Linked DNA regions of Sus scrofa: region 1 is linked to region 2. The links are chromatin contacts, called in public HiChIP or PLAC-seq maps. All regions are on one chromosome and are shown on one strand. The core of a region is the stretch at or near the end of the contact, and the rest is flanking DNA. Distances in the headings are between cores, read along the strand shown.

Evidence for each region. HiChIP or PLAC-seq counts read pairs in DNA pulled down with a chosen protein or histone mark.
Region 1: a contact with region 2 is called in an H3K27ac HiChIP or PLAC-seq map of alveolar macrophages. The contact joins the promoter of BRF2 here to the promoter of LSM1 in region 2. A contact is called at or near these places in 1 of 5 promoter capture datasets (liver), 4 of 47 Hi-C or Micro-C datasets (alveolar macrophages, heart right ventricle, liver and 1 more) and 1 of 2 datasets of contacts at active chromatin or transcription factors (alveolar macrophages).

Annotation. Positions count from the first base shown.
Region 1 is chr15:48,563,436-48,570,283 of Sscrofa11.1, reverse strand. BRF2 (transcription factor IIIB 50 kDa subunit) reads right to left here and starts at 2,077. Exons shown (of 4, transcript XM_003133367.6): 1 at 1,785-2,077; 2 at 1,054-1,113. The coding sequence starts at 1,938.
Region 2 is chr15:48,347,165-48,354,223 of Sscrofa11.1, reverse strand. It overlaps LSM1 (U6 snRNA-associated Sm-like protein LSm1), which reads right to left and starts at 5,571. Exons shown (of 4, transcript XM_005671778.3): 1 at 5,130-5,571; 2 at 1,070-1,138. The coding sequence starts at 5,175. It overlaps BAG4 (BAG family molecular chaperone regulator 4), which reads left to right and starts at 5,414. Exons shown (of 5, transcript XM_013984080.2): 1 at 5,414-5,988. The coding sequence starts at 5,719.

The sequences.
Region 1 (6,848 bases), core at 828-3,327, 220 kb before region 2:
CTGAAAGCCTTTCCTCTAAGATCACGAACAAGACAAGGATGCCCACCCTCACCATTTTTATTCAACAGAGTTTTGGAAGATCTAACCAGAGCAATCGGAGGAGGAACAGAAACAATAGGAATCCAAACTAGAAAAAGAGTTCCCGTCATGGCTCAGTGGTTAACAAATCCCATATCCATGAGGACGCCGGTTCGATCCCTGGCCTCACTCAGTGGGTTAAGGATCCAGCGTTGCTGTGAGCTGTGGTATAGGTCGCAGACGTGGCTTGGATCTCACATTGCTGTTGTTCTGGTGTAGGCCAGAGGCTACAGCTCTGATTCAACCCCTAGCATGGGACCCTCCATTTGCCATGGATATGGCCCTAAAAAGACAAAAGAAAAAAAAATAAAATTATATTAAAAATTAAAAAAAAAAAAGCGGAAAAGAAGCAGTAAAACTGTCACTGTCTGCAGATGGCATGATATTCTACATAAAGGGGTCAAAGGAGCCATCATGCAGCTCCCAGCAATTTCTGGTAAACCTGCCTCAGATATGAGATGCACAAATAACAAACCTTTCTATAATGACAACAGCGACACTTAGTGAGGACATTTGGGAGGCACAAAGTCACTTATAGAAAGAAGTCACATTTCAGTGCCCCATCTTTTGGAGGCTGGTTTGATTTGTGGCCAAGCCAAAGTTTGCATCTGAGCTCCTTAGTCTACCTCAAACAAATCCCCAAGCAAACCTGAATCTTCCACCTAATTGCTACCTCTCTTAGAACCATCTCCTCGCTCCCTTCCTTTCTTTTTTTTTGCCATGCCCGTGACATGTGGAAGTTCCTGGGCCAGGGATCGAACCCATGCGACAGCAGCAACCCAAGTCATAGCAGGACAACACCAGATCCTTAACCAACTGAGCCACCAGGAAACCCTATCATCCTTTATTTTTAATTACCATTCTCTTCAACTCAGCCTTACACAGTAATGCTGAAAACAGGAAAGATAAGTAGATGGGCTGGACCATCAGGAGAGTTTTCTTTAAAGCACTATGTCATAAAAGGTTTATTCTCACCTCGTTGCTGGCTGCGACTAACTTGTTCATTTTCCCCTGTGCTTCGGGAATATGTTACTTCTGTAAGATAATGGGCAACAAATAGCTTGTTTAGCCTCCACGTGCCACACCCTTGCCCTCCCACCACACAAAACCCAGGAGCCAAACCAGGACGCATCCACTTCTTGTCCCATCTTTGCACATTAAAGGTCCATCTGATTTTCTATGACCACAAACAGTACCCAATACAAAGAAATTTAGGAAGATTAGGACTGCACTAAAGCAGCTCCAAGTGTTCCAGCCATCTCTCTTGTACATCCAATTCAGGCAATTTTCCTGACTGAATATTCTGAGGGTTGCATTGGTCACAGACTTGAAGAGCAGAGAGGGAAGAAAAAAAAAAAAAAAAAAAGATGCTTTTGCCAATTAGTGCTCAAAACTACTTTGCGGTAATAGTATTTTCTGTATTCGTAAAGAATTGATCCGCAATCCTTCCACCATGCCCAGACTAGGTAAATTGAGTGCAGCTTTCTCTCTTGATTTCATTTATTCAGCGTTTATTAATACCAAATACCTTGCTAGAAAAACACAGATAAACCGCAGTCCCTGAGCTTCTACAGCTCACTCGTTCACTTTAGGCCATTTTCTCCCGTGCATGTGACCAGGAAAAGGCAGGAGATAAGAATCTCGACGTCAATCACTCCACTGCCCCCAGGCTGTTATCCATTGCCCTGGAAAAGCCCGCAAGGTACCTCGGAGGTTGCCCTCATCACTGAAGGTGGTCGTAAGGACTCCCTCGGTGACCACACAGCCGCAGTCGGAGCACACCAGCTGGCTCTGCGAATAGTGTGAGTCTTCCACCAGCTCAGTGGAGCCGCAATCGGGGCAGCGGCCTCTTCCCGGCATCTTACAACCCGTCCAGAGCCGAGGAAGCCTTCGGGTAACCGCCCCTAACGTCGACAACAGCAACAGTGTTGCAAACAGGAAGTAGGAGCGGAGCTTTCTAAGGCCTGCACCACCTCCTTCCGGCCAGCGTGACAGCCGTACTATGGGTAGTTCCTCCTCGGCCACGCCCCACTTCCGGTCCTTTCCTCTGAGGACTCGGGTAGAAATGTGAGCCAGGAGACGGGGGTTCCTGCTGGACTGCGTCTTCGGGTTCTCCGCAAACTGTAGTTAGTTTGAGGTGGGCTAGACTAGCAGTTGCATTTGGGTGAGCTTTTTACATGCATGGATACGCATAATATACAAGAAAATTGTTGCCATCCACAAAGAACTCTTTTTTCTAAAGCGCTAGGGGAATCGTAGATGCTCCATTTCCCTTTGGTAAGGAACGTTGATTTGGGCCATGGTACAAAGTTTGTGTCTAAAAGGGAGAGTGGTCTAGTGAGAGGGCAGGGAACTGTGTTCCTTCCAGAGCGCCTTCACCTCGAGCCAGTTGTCTCTTCTCTTTGCAGTCCATTTTTCTCAACTGTGGAATAAAGGAGTTGAATTAAAATCCAGAGTGGCACCCTCAAATGCCTTCAGAGGCTAGGCAAAGAATGTCTAAAGGAGTTGGAGAGAAAGAATATGGGGTGGTGAGGCCTTTGGCAATCTGGAGGGTTCAAGCAGATGCGGATGTTTTTAAAACCTTGAGCTTTAAGATGCTCCAAGATTCTAGCTCCAAAGTTCCTAGCATGGTATATAGCACAGATCAAAGAATCTTGAGGAAAACTGTGCCGCTAGCAGTGTTATAGAAACCAAGCTTACCAATTAGAGATTTTGTATGTCATGTTTGAGCATAAATTAAAAGTCATCAAAGAGGTATTTTCTTTTTCTTTCTTTCTTTCTTTCTTTCTTTCTTTCTTTCTTTCTTTCTTTCTTTCTTTCTTTCTTCCTTCCTTCCTTCCTTCTTCCTTCCTTCCTTCCTTCCTTCCTTCCTTCCTTTTGTCTTTTTATGGTCCTACTCACAGCATATGGAAGTTCCCAGGCTAGGGGTTGAATTGGAGCTGTAGCTGCTGGCTTACACCACAGCAACACCAAACCCGAGCTGCCTCTGCAACCTATACCATAGCTCAAGGCAACACCAGATCCTTAACCCATTGAACAAGGCCAGGGATTGAACCTGCGTCCCCATGGATACTAGTCAGGTTTGTTACCACTGAGCCACAGTGGGAACTCCCAAACTATTACATTTAGAATGGATAAGCAATGAGGTCCTGCTGTATAGCTCAGGGACTTATATCCAATCACTTGTGATAGAACATGATAGAAGATAATATGAGAAAAAGAATGTGTATGCATGTATAACTGGGTCACTTTGCTGTACAGCAGAAATTGACAGAACATTGCAAGTCAACTATAATTAAAATGTTTTTAAATAAATAAATATCCGACTGCAGCAGCTTGAGTCGCTGAAGAGGTGCAGGTTCAATTTCTGGCCTAGTGAGTGGGTTAAATGGCTCGGTATTACACAGCTATGGCATAAGTCCCAGTTGTGGTTCAGATTCAGTCCCTGGCCCAGGAACTTCCACATGCTGCAGGTGCAGCCATAAAATTTTAAAAATACAAATAAAAATAAAAACCAACCAGGAGTTCCTGTTATGGCTCAGTGGTCATGCACCAGACTAGTATTTGTGAAGATGTAGGTTCAATCCCTAGCCTTGCTCAGTGGATTAAGGATCCGAGCTGTGGTATAGGTCAAAGATGCAGCTCAGATTGGGTATTGCTGTGGCCGTAGCGTAGGCTGGCAGGTGTAGCTCTGATTCGACCCCTAGCCTGAGAACTTCCGTATGCCATGGGTAGGGCTCTAAAAAGCAAAAACAAAAAACAAACAAACCAAACCAGGAGTTCCCTGGTGACCTAGCAGTTAAGGAATTTGGTGTTGTCACTGCTGTGGTTTGGGTCACTGCTGTGACGTGGGTTCAATCCCTCACCCAGAAACTTCTACATGCCATGGGCTTGGCCAAAAAAAATAAAAAGAGAGGAGTTCCCGTCGTGGCCCAGTGGTTAACGAATCCGACTAGGAACCATGAGGTTGCGGGTTCAATCCCTGGCCTTGCTCAGTGGGTTAAGGATCCGGCGTTGCCATGAGCTGTGGTGTAGGTTGCAGATGCGGCTCGGATCCGGCATTGCTGTGACTGTGGTGTAGGCTGGCGGCTACAGCTCCGATTAGACCCCTAGCCTGGGAACCTCCATATGCCGCGGGAGCGGCCCTAGAAATGGCCAAAAAGACCAAAAAAAAATAAATAAATAAAAATAAAAAAATAAAATAAAAAGAGAGAGAGAATTAGGAGTCTATCTGTTCAGTTCCAAAACCCATGTTCTTTATGCCATATTGGTTAGAACTGAGGTCTGAGATATAGAAGACTAATGGCATTTGCCCATTTCTGCAAAAGCTATTTATGGAGTGCCCACTATGTGCCAATGTACAGGCACTGTTTCAGGCCCTGGCGAAAGAGCCGTGAGCAAAGCAAAGCCCCGACTTTTGGAGCTGATCTTCTAGCGGATGCAACACGCTTTTAGGGATGGGTGTGGCCAAAATAAACAAACCAAACCAAACAAAAACACCGTCTGAAAGTGGGAGTACCTGTTGTGGCTCAGCAGGTTAAGAACTGACACTGTCCTTGAGGGTGTAGTTTTGATCCCTGGCCTTGCTCAGTGGGTTAAATATCCAGCATCATTCCCTTCTTTTCCATAGTCAGTCTCTCTCCCTGATTGCCACATCTAAGGACCCCATCTCTTCCCCAAGAGAATGCTTTCTTAGAGCATGAGCACCACTCTCCTTTTAGAGGCGTCCAACAGGACCTCAGGGCCTGATCACACTGGAGGATGGGCCCCTCCCCCAAGCAAGGGATACAATTGTTCCTGACAGTGCATTCCCTGACACTAAAATTACTTGCTCTAGCCCCACCCCATATGTGAGCTTCCGCACACTGGTCTGGGATGGTGTGTACCCCAAGTCCCCTCTTTTCTGGAGGTATGACACACTTCTGGCTGTCCAGCAGATCAATGTTGAGACACGCTTTCATGCTACCACACACAGCTCTGAGAGACAACCCTTAATTTTAGCCTGTAGGGTCCACATCCTTATTTTGGGGGGCAAGTGTAGTTTTTTGTTTGGTTGGTTTTGTTTGTTTTGTTGTGTTTGCTTTTTAGGGCTGCACTCAAGCATATGTAGTTCCCAGGCTAGGGATTGAATCAGAGCTACAGCTGCTGGTCTATGTTACAGCCACAGCAACATGGGATCTGAGTGGTGTGTGTGACCTACACCATAGCTCACAGTAACACTGGATCCTTAACCCACTGATGAGGCCAGGGATCAAACCCGTGTCCTCATGGATAACCTGGGTCAGGCTCATTACCACTGAGCCACAATGAGCATTTCCTGTTTTTGTTTGTTTTCTTTCTTCTTCTTTTTTTTTTTTTTTTTTTTTTTTTTTTGTCTTTCTGCCTTTTCTAGGGCCACACCTGCGGCATATGGAGGTTCCCAGACTAAGGGTTGAATTGGAGCTGTAGCCACTGGCCTATGCCAGAGCCATAGCAACACAGGATCTGAGCCGCGTCTGCGACCTACACCACAGCTCACGGCAACACCAGATTCTTAACCCACTGAGGTTGCCTTGCAACCTCATGGTTCCTAGTCAGATTTGTTAACCACTGAGCCACGACGGGAACTCTGCACTTCCTGTTTTTGTTTTGCCACCCCTTGTCATATGGAGTTCCCAGGCCAGGGATCGGATTGAATCTGAAATGGAACTGCGACCTACACCAGAGCTGTGGCAATACCAGGTCCTTAACGCATTGTGCCAGGCCAGGGAATGAACCTGTGTTCCTGCTGCTGCAGAGACATCATCCATCCTGTTGTACTACAGTGGGAACCCCAGGGAGTAGCTTTTTTTTTTTTTTTTTTTTGTCTTTTTGCCTTTTCTAGGGCTGCTCCTGAGTCATATGGAGGTTCCCAGGTCAGGGGTCTAATCGGAGCTGTAGCCACCGGCCTACACCACAGCCACAGCAATGCGGGATCCGAGCCGCATCTGCAACCTACACCACAGCTCATGGCAACGCCGGATCCTTAACCCAATGAACAAGGCCAGGGATCGAACCTGCAACCTCATGGTCCCTAGTCGGATCATTAACTACTGAGCCATGACAGGAACTCCCAGGGAGCAGTTCTTTACATTACCTATGTACAGAACAGCATCAGACTACTTCCATCCCTAATTTTGTGCAGATCTCGAACTTCACTGCATTTTTTTGGGTGGGGGATTTTATTACAGTCATCTACCCACAACAGAAGCCTTGAAATTCTGCTTTCCCCAACATTACCCATAGTAGAGTGGAAGAGCGGTTTTCTGATCCTCCAACCAGCAACTCTAAGGGTGGAGGGTGTGGGTCGGTCTCTTCCAGCCACTGGTATGTGATAGCCTGAGAGCCTTGCCCTCTGGGAGGTGGGCAGACCCAGGCCAGGAGGTGGCGCACTTGACCAAGATAGCCCAGTCTTGGGTTCATGGTCTCAGGAAAAGACCCGTTCATTTAGGAAATGTATTTGCCTTCATCTTGAAAATCAGGTCCACGTACGTCATCCTTTGAGCCTTTTCTGCTACTACAAACTCTACTAAGAGTTAGCGTTGTTCAGTGATGGTGACCACGGAACATATAGATGTTCAAACCTCTTGCCCCCACTGCACCCCTAGCCTGTGAAGCTGGAACCCTGCTTCTTGTCTGTAAGTCTGGAGCTCCTATGGTACCTGGCATCCAAACCTGTGGAATTCTGAGTTCCCAGAATGGGCTGGATTAGAGCAGAAAGCCCCAAGGGAGGGAGCCTCAGCCATGGTCTA
Region 2 (7,059 bases), core at 4,322-6,821:
AAATTCCTTATGAGTTAACTGCAAACATCAACATGGCTATAAGAAAATATAAATGATAGGGCACTTGGAAGATTCTAAAGCCCAAACAACTACAGACATTAGAACGAACTCTGGTTTCTGAGAAGGAAACAGTTTTTCTGTGTTGTGTGGGTATGTAAATGTGATGATTTACCAAAGATTTAACTTTGTTTAAGTTCCTAGGATTCATTTAATCCAATGTAAGTATTCATGGACTATGATACAACAGTAACCTATTTTTCCCCTTTTGACAGATAACCATAATCTGGTAATCTGAGAGTAAAGTGTGTAATCACTTTTCCTTCTAGCAGACTGATGAATTTGACTTAAGATTTAGAACAACAATCTGTGAAGAATGGTTTTCTTCTTTCAAATGGTGCTGTTTGTCTTATTCTAAGAAAAGATATCTATCCTCTTATCTGCTGCAATTCTTACAAGTGTTTCAATAATGCTGTTTTTCCTCATGCCCAAAGCTGCCAACCTAGCAAATGTCCAGCAATGTTGACATGAACTGAGAAGTTCCTTGAAACAGAAGCAAATAGAAGGTCTGTTTAGAAAAATCCAGGAGGAAAAACCAAGACCAAGACTTTGAGTCTGATGTGTCCTTAAGCGTAAAACCCTGAGCTTTGTGTCGGGAGTCCCTAAAAAGCTCCAGAAAAGGCCTTTGACCCAACTTCCATTGGACAAGGAGGGATTATATTCAGTGGAGAAACTGCTTTGAAGAGCAGTTGCACCCAAGCCAGTGTACAAATGAGCAGCTGTCAGTGGACTAAACTTATTTCTATCATCTGGCTCCCTCTAATGGAGAAAATAAAAAATAGTCTAAAACACTGTAATCGCATGTTCTAGTGAAAACCAGTTTTAGAAAAACAAGCTTGTAAACATAAGCTTTTGAATCACCTAAGATAACTTAGAAACCAATGACATAATAACTCAAAACAGTATTCCATTATGCCAGACCCGTGAAAGAAGAACTTCAATAGGAGACAACACAAAAATACAATGGGCGCTCTTATTATCCAGAGTAGAGAAGCCCATAGCAAATACATACCAAATTGATCAATGCTTCTTAAAAAGCCTATAAGTGTCCTTCCATCTCGAAGCAGAACCAAGTGCTTTTCTGGGGAGAGAAAAAAAGATATTTAAAGAATGAAAACTGTTAGCTTCAGTGAGTTTACAGGATAACAACAAAACAACATTAATAGCAGATTAAGCTCAATTTCTTCTTCCAGTGTACTTAAGGCAGAGTTCAGTGGGTAATTAGAAGTGGGAAATTAGGGATGACCAAGGAAGCCTAGGGTTTAAATGACAAGACTGGTGGGGAAAAGGATCAGAGAGGTGGGCAGGGTGGGGAAAGGACTGGGTACGCAGTCAGGAAGCCTGTCTGACTGGCTCTAGATGCTGATGCTTGACAGTTAAACCATCTCAGTGTCATGTCAGTTTCTATATCTGCAAATTTAGAAATTTAGTCTAGATGATCTTTATGATCTTAATTCTAAGAATTATTTTTGGGAGTTCCTGTCATGGCTTAGTGGTAATGAACCAGACTAGTGTCCATGAGGATGTGGGTTTAATCCCTGGCCTCATTCAGTGGGTTGAAGATCCGATGTTGCCAAGAGCCGTGGTGTAGGTCGAAGACACAGCTTGGCTCTGGCTGTGGCTGTGGTGTAAGCTGGCAGCTATAGCTCTAATTGATCCCTAGCCTGGGAACTTCCACGTGCCGAGGGTGCAACCCTTAAAAAAAAAAAAAAAAAAAAAAAGAAAGAAAAGAAAAAAAAAGAATTATTTTTTCCTCAAATTAGAAGAAAGCTAGCTGCTATTTCATACTTTGCAATCAGGGAAAGTTTTAAAGCAAAAATTCAATAAAATTTACTGAGTGCTATGTGCTGTTCTGGGGCCTACATATACAGAAGAGCATAAGATTCAGAGTACTAACCTTATATTCATGGTGGAGGAAGTCAAACAAATTTTAAAAAAATAACCTACAGTAATTAGTCTAGCAGAATAACAAAAAAGATAGCAGGGTAGTATGAGAAAGAGAGAGGAGGAACAGCTACAGAAGACAGACTGCAGAGGAAAACCTCTCTGGAGAAGTGACTTTGAGCTGACACTGAAGAATGACAATAAGCTGGTCACTAGAAAGGTGAGTAAAACTCATTCTTTTTTTTTTTTTTTTTTGTCTTTTTGCCTTTTCTATAATTAAGTACCACAAGAAAGCAAATCTTGGAGTTTCCGTGGTGGCTCAGTGGTAACCAATCTGACTGACTAGTATATATGAGGATGCGGGTTCCACCCCAAGCCTCAATCAGTGGGTTAAGGATCCAGTATTTCCATGAGCTGTGGTGTAGGTCACAGATGCAGCTTGGACCCTGCATTGTTGGGGCTGTAGTGTAAGCTGGCAACTGCAGCTCCGATTCAACCCTTAGCCTGGGAACTTCCATATGCCACAGGTGTGACCCTAAAAAGATAAAAAAAAGAAAAAAAAAAAAAAAAGCAAGCAAGCAAATCTTAATTATGTGAGGCTGAGAGAAACTATTTCTAGATGGAGGAGGTATCTGAGTTGGACCTTAAAGGGTAGATCATTTTTGGCCATGGGAAGAGTGACAGAGAAGGGGAGGAGGGGGGAAGTCTATAATTCAGGCAGAAGAAAAAAGAGCTATGTGTCCAAATGTTTGGCTAAAAGGTGTGAAGGGAAATAACAGGAGATGAAGTCAGAAAAAAAGTACTGGGAACAGGCTGAAGTTTGGATGTGACTTCACAGGGAATAAGAAAACACTGAAGATTAAACTGGCAGGAAAGAGAGAACAGTTTTGAGGCTATTCCCAGAGTCTGAGACATGCAGAAGAGACCTGACTCAGGGTAGAGATGGGAAGGGGGAAGATGAGAGGACTAAGACCCTGCAGTGACAAGGGATGGGATCTGTCAATTATCTGTGTTTGTATGTGTGGGTATGTGCGAGAGAATGGGGTGCTGAAGAGATGAGTTAAAGAAGATGCAGGAATTCTGAGTCGTCATGTCAAGAAGGACCATTTACCAAAAGTTGGGACTAAAAGACACAAGCTTAGGGTGGAAGGTAATTAGCTGTTGTGATTCTGCTGGTATCAGGTCGCCTATGTAGAAAGGTCAACTGGCAATTAAAGATGTAAGACTGGGAGGCCAAAAGGTCAGAATCAGAGCAATTTTGGATAAGCCCACAAAGAGGTGATATAATTACTGAAGTCCACGAGAGCTCCTAGAGATATAAACAAACAGACTGTTGATGGAAGCTAAGAACCCATCTATTTTAGGGAATAATAAGAGTTGCAGAGGAGAGAAAATTAAGTACCAGCGTTGGAGAAATCAAGAAAAGTAATGATTCCAGTGGTAACAGAGGGGAGGGAAGAACCTGGAGGACTGCATTTCACAGATGCCTTTTAAGACTGCAGTTTCAGTAGAGTGTTGTCTAAAAAAATCAGATTGCAGGGGTAACAGAGATGGTCTATTGCAGGGAGTCAGGAAACAGACTTAAAATGGGAGATGGCTCAAAAGGTTTGGGGGTAAAGATATGAAAAGGGGGATGGGAATTTGATGGGGAAACACAGTTGAGAAAAAATGTGACAGACAAGAACATACATGAAGGGGAGGACTCTGGGGGAGGGAGAAAGAAAATATGAGAGAAAATACAGGAGGACTGAGGAGAAGAGGAAAATGTATGTGTGTGAAGGGGGCATATGAAATGGTTTTAAACCTTTTGGTAAAGGAGGGGTTTGGAATCTGCAAAAAAAAGGGGTTAGAGGCTTGAGAAAATTATGTTTTTAGTAGAATGGCAGAATGTGTTAAGGCCTCAACTAATTCAGATATATAACAAAAGAGGTGAGGGCAAAAGGGCATCTTCAAACAACAAAAATTGAAGACTTTATCATACATTGCAGATAGGCTTGTACAGTGGCTATTCACATATGAATTTGGTCCAACCTACACTACATTTTCCTTTAATAGCAAAATCACTAATTTGGATTTTAAAAATAATTTCAGATGATAGAGAATATAATCATAAACTCATTCTTTAATTTGCATACTTAGTAACTGTAGAGATTGTTGTAACTTGTTTGGAGCTGTATGCAAACTGTTTTGCAACTACTACAAGTTAATGAGACGGAGTTCCCATTGTGGCTCAGCAGTAATGAAACCAACTAGTATCCATGAAAACTCAGGTTCGATCCTTGATCAGTGGGTTAACGATCTGGTGGTGCGATGAGCTGTGGTGTAGGTCACAGACGTGGCTGGGACCCAGAGTTGCTGTCGCATAGGCCAGCAGCTACAGCTCTGATTCGACCCCTAGCCTGGGAACTTCCACATGCCATGGTGCCGCCCTAAAAAGCAAAACAAGACAGATCACAGGACTGAAACAATTTATTAAAATTTGCTTGAGGAATAATCCACGAATGAGAGTCTGGAAAAGACAGGACAGCTATAGAGGACTAAACTTCTCTTCAGGATGGTGACTAGGAATAAGGTAGGTCGTCTAAATAAAAACCAAAGAAAACTGTCTAACAAGAAAAAAACAAGTTTTTGGTCCTTCTGGAAAAGTCAAGCCTTGTCTGGCAGTAGTCTCTACTATCATAATCTGAAAATCTAAAGACCCTCAACGGTAAAAGAAGACTGCAAAAGGCGACGCAGCATAAAGCCTATGCTTAGTGCTAATTAAGTCCAATTACTGTTGTATTCGTATTTTCGTTTCTCGATGCATCCCTTCCTTAAGAATTCTCATCCATCCACCAGTAACCACCTGGGACTCGAAATCCCGCAGGTGGGAGATGATGGGCCCGGGAGGCGGCAACTTTCATGTTTGGGCCTCAGCAGCCGCATCCCTGAAAAGCAGAAATGGATTCGACAGCTTGCCGGAGGACTGGTGCAGGCTGTAAGAGATAGGATACAGGTAGGAGGCGGGCAAACAGCGTGTCACAAGGCTCCTCCCTCCTGCAAAGGACGCTAACGCCGCACGTCCAGAACAGCACTAAAAAGACACCGCCCCCTGGCCCGGACTCATTCTAGGACCTGCCTCCAAAAAGCATCCTCCCGGCAGGAAGAGTCTCACCCCAGACTTCACTCGGAGGAGCCGAACTACTCACTGTCGATGTCCTCGATGAGGCTAGCGGTGCCGGGCATATAGTTCATTTTGAGTTGAAATGAGGCGCAACGTATAGCGGTGGTGGGCCAACTCGTCCAACACTTCCTTCTTCCTACCGCAGTCGCCGCCTCGGCGGCACCGGGACAAGAACCCGGACCCAGAGTAGCACCTCCGGCCCGGCTTTCAGCCGCCGGGGCCTGCCGGAAACGTCGCCATATTACTCCCACCCACTTCCGGCATCACGTGCCGGTGCTCAGGAAGAGGCGGGACCGTAGTGAGGTCCCGAGGCACCCTTTCCACGTCCTTGACAAGAGGGGAAGAGAAACCTAGATTGGATACGTAGTGGGGAAATGCGTTCTCCCTTTTAAGGTACACGGTGGCGCCCCTTGCTGTCCTGCTTCCTAGACCCCAGAGTCACCGACCTCAGTCCTTCAACTCTCAAGAATCTGAGGCCGAGGGGGCGGGACCCGGCCTGGGATTGGCTGTTGCTGGCCGACCCCCTTCCCTGCGGTCCACTTGCGTTCTCCGGCTGGCGTCTGCGCAATGGACCGGCCGTGGGGGGCGGGAAGCACTTGGGGGCAGTGGAGCCCATGTCGGCCTTGAGGCGCTCGGGCTACGGCCCCGGTGACGGTCCGTCTTATGGCCGCTACTACGGGCCTGGGGGTGGAGATGTGCCCGTGCACCCCCCTCCGCCCATATATCCTCCCCGCCCCGAACCTCCCCAGCCTCCTGTTTCTTGGCGGGTACGCGGGGGCGGCCAGGCTGAGACCACCTGGCCGGGAGAAGGGGGAGGAGGAGATGGCTACTATCCCTCTGGAGGCGTCTGGTCGGAGCCAGGTCGAGCTGGAGGAAGCCACCAGGTAAGCTTTGCGCTGTCTGTCCCGGGGTGGGGTAGGGGACGGCAATAGGGGAGTCTTTGGAGGTGAGGGTTATTGGGTTTGATACACCTCCAAGAGTTCGTAATGAATTGGGTTTCATGTGTTTTCCTTATGGGGGGGTGGAGAGACAGAAACTAGGATCGTAGGTGGGGGCTATGCTTGTTTTCTCTTTGCCTCTTTTTTACTTCAACCATAGTAAATGTCTTAGCATGAAAAAGGGGAAAAAGATCCTGCGCTGACCTGCTGAGCTGAGTAGCGGGCTGCGAATCTCGCCTGGGAACGGTGTTGGGCTGGAGGGATCCGGGTCTGCTTTTCGAGTCCTGACAATTTATCCTGCGTGGCTCATCAGGTCGGCCCTCCCCAAGAAGGGAGGTGGCTGCAGCACCCTCCGTCCCTTAGCAACCCCTCCCCCTGGGAAGGAACGTGAAGGAAGGGGAGGGATCTGGGCGTTTAGCTCTTTGCCCTTTTAACGCTTTGCCCGACATTGAATCACGCATAATCAATGTTGGAAAGCAGCTTTCCGTGGATTGTTTTATTTCATCTTAAGGGTGACTGCCGCGTAAATGTCATCACATCTTCTCTGTTTTACGATGAAAGAACCGTTGACCGTGAAGGGTTAACTCACTCAGTATATTTGAACCTATAATGTCTTGTTCCTTGTAGTCGTGCGGAAATACAGTTGTTTTGTTATGCAGTATGCTTCGCAGAGAATTAATCGTTATCTGGTGGGGGCACTCCTATCCTTTTCTTCAGGAAATGTAACATCCTCATTGGTTGAAAATGTAATAATGAAATTCCCATACATTGCTGGTGGGAACATAAAATGGTTCAGTGCTTTGGAAAACAGTTTGGAAGTCCCTCAAAACGTTAAGCATACTGTTGGGATCTTACTCAGCAAGTCTGCTCCTTGTTATACACCCAAGAGAACTAAAAACATGTCCACGTATAAACTTGTACACGTGAGATTCATAGTAGCATTATTCATAATAGCCAAAAGGGAAAATATTCCAAATGCCCATCAACTGATGGATAGATAAAATCTGACATATTCAT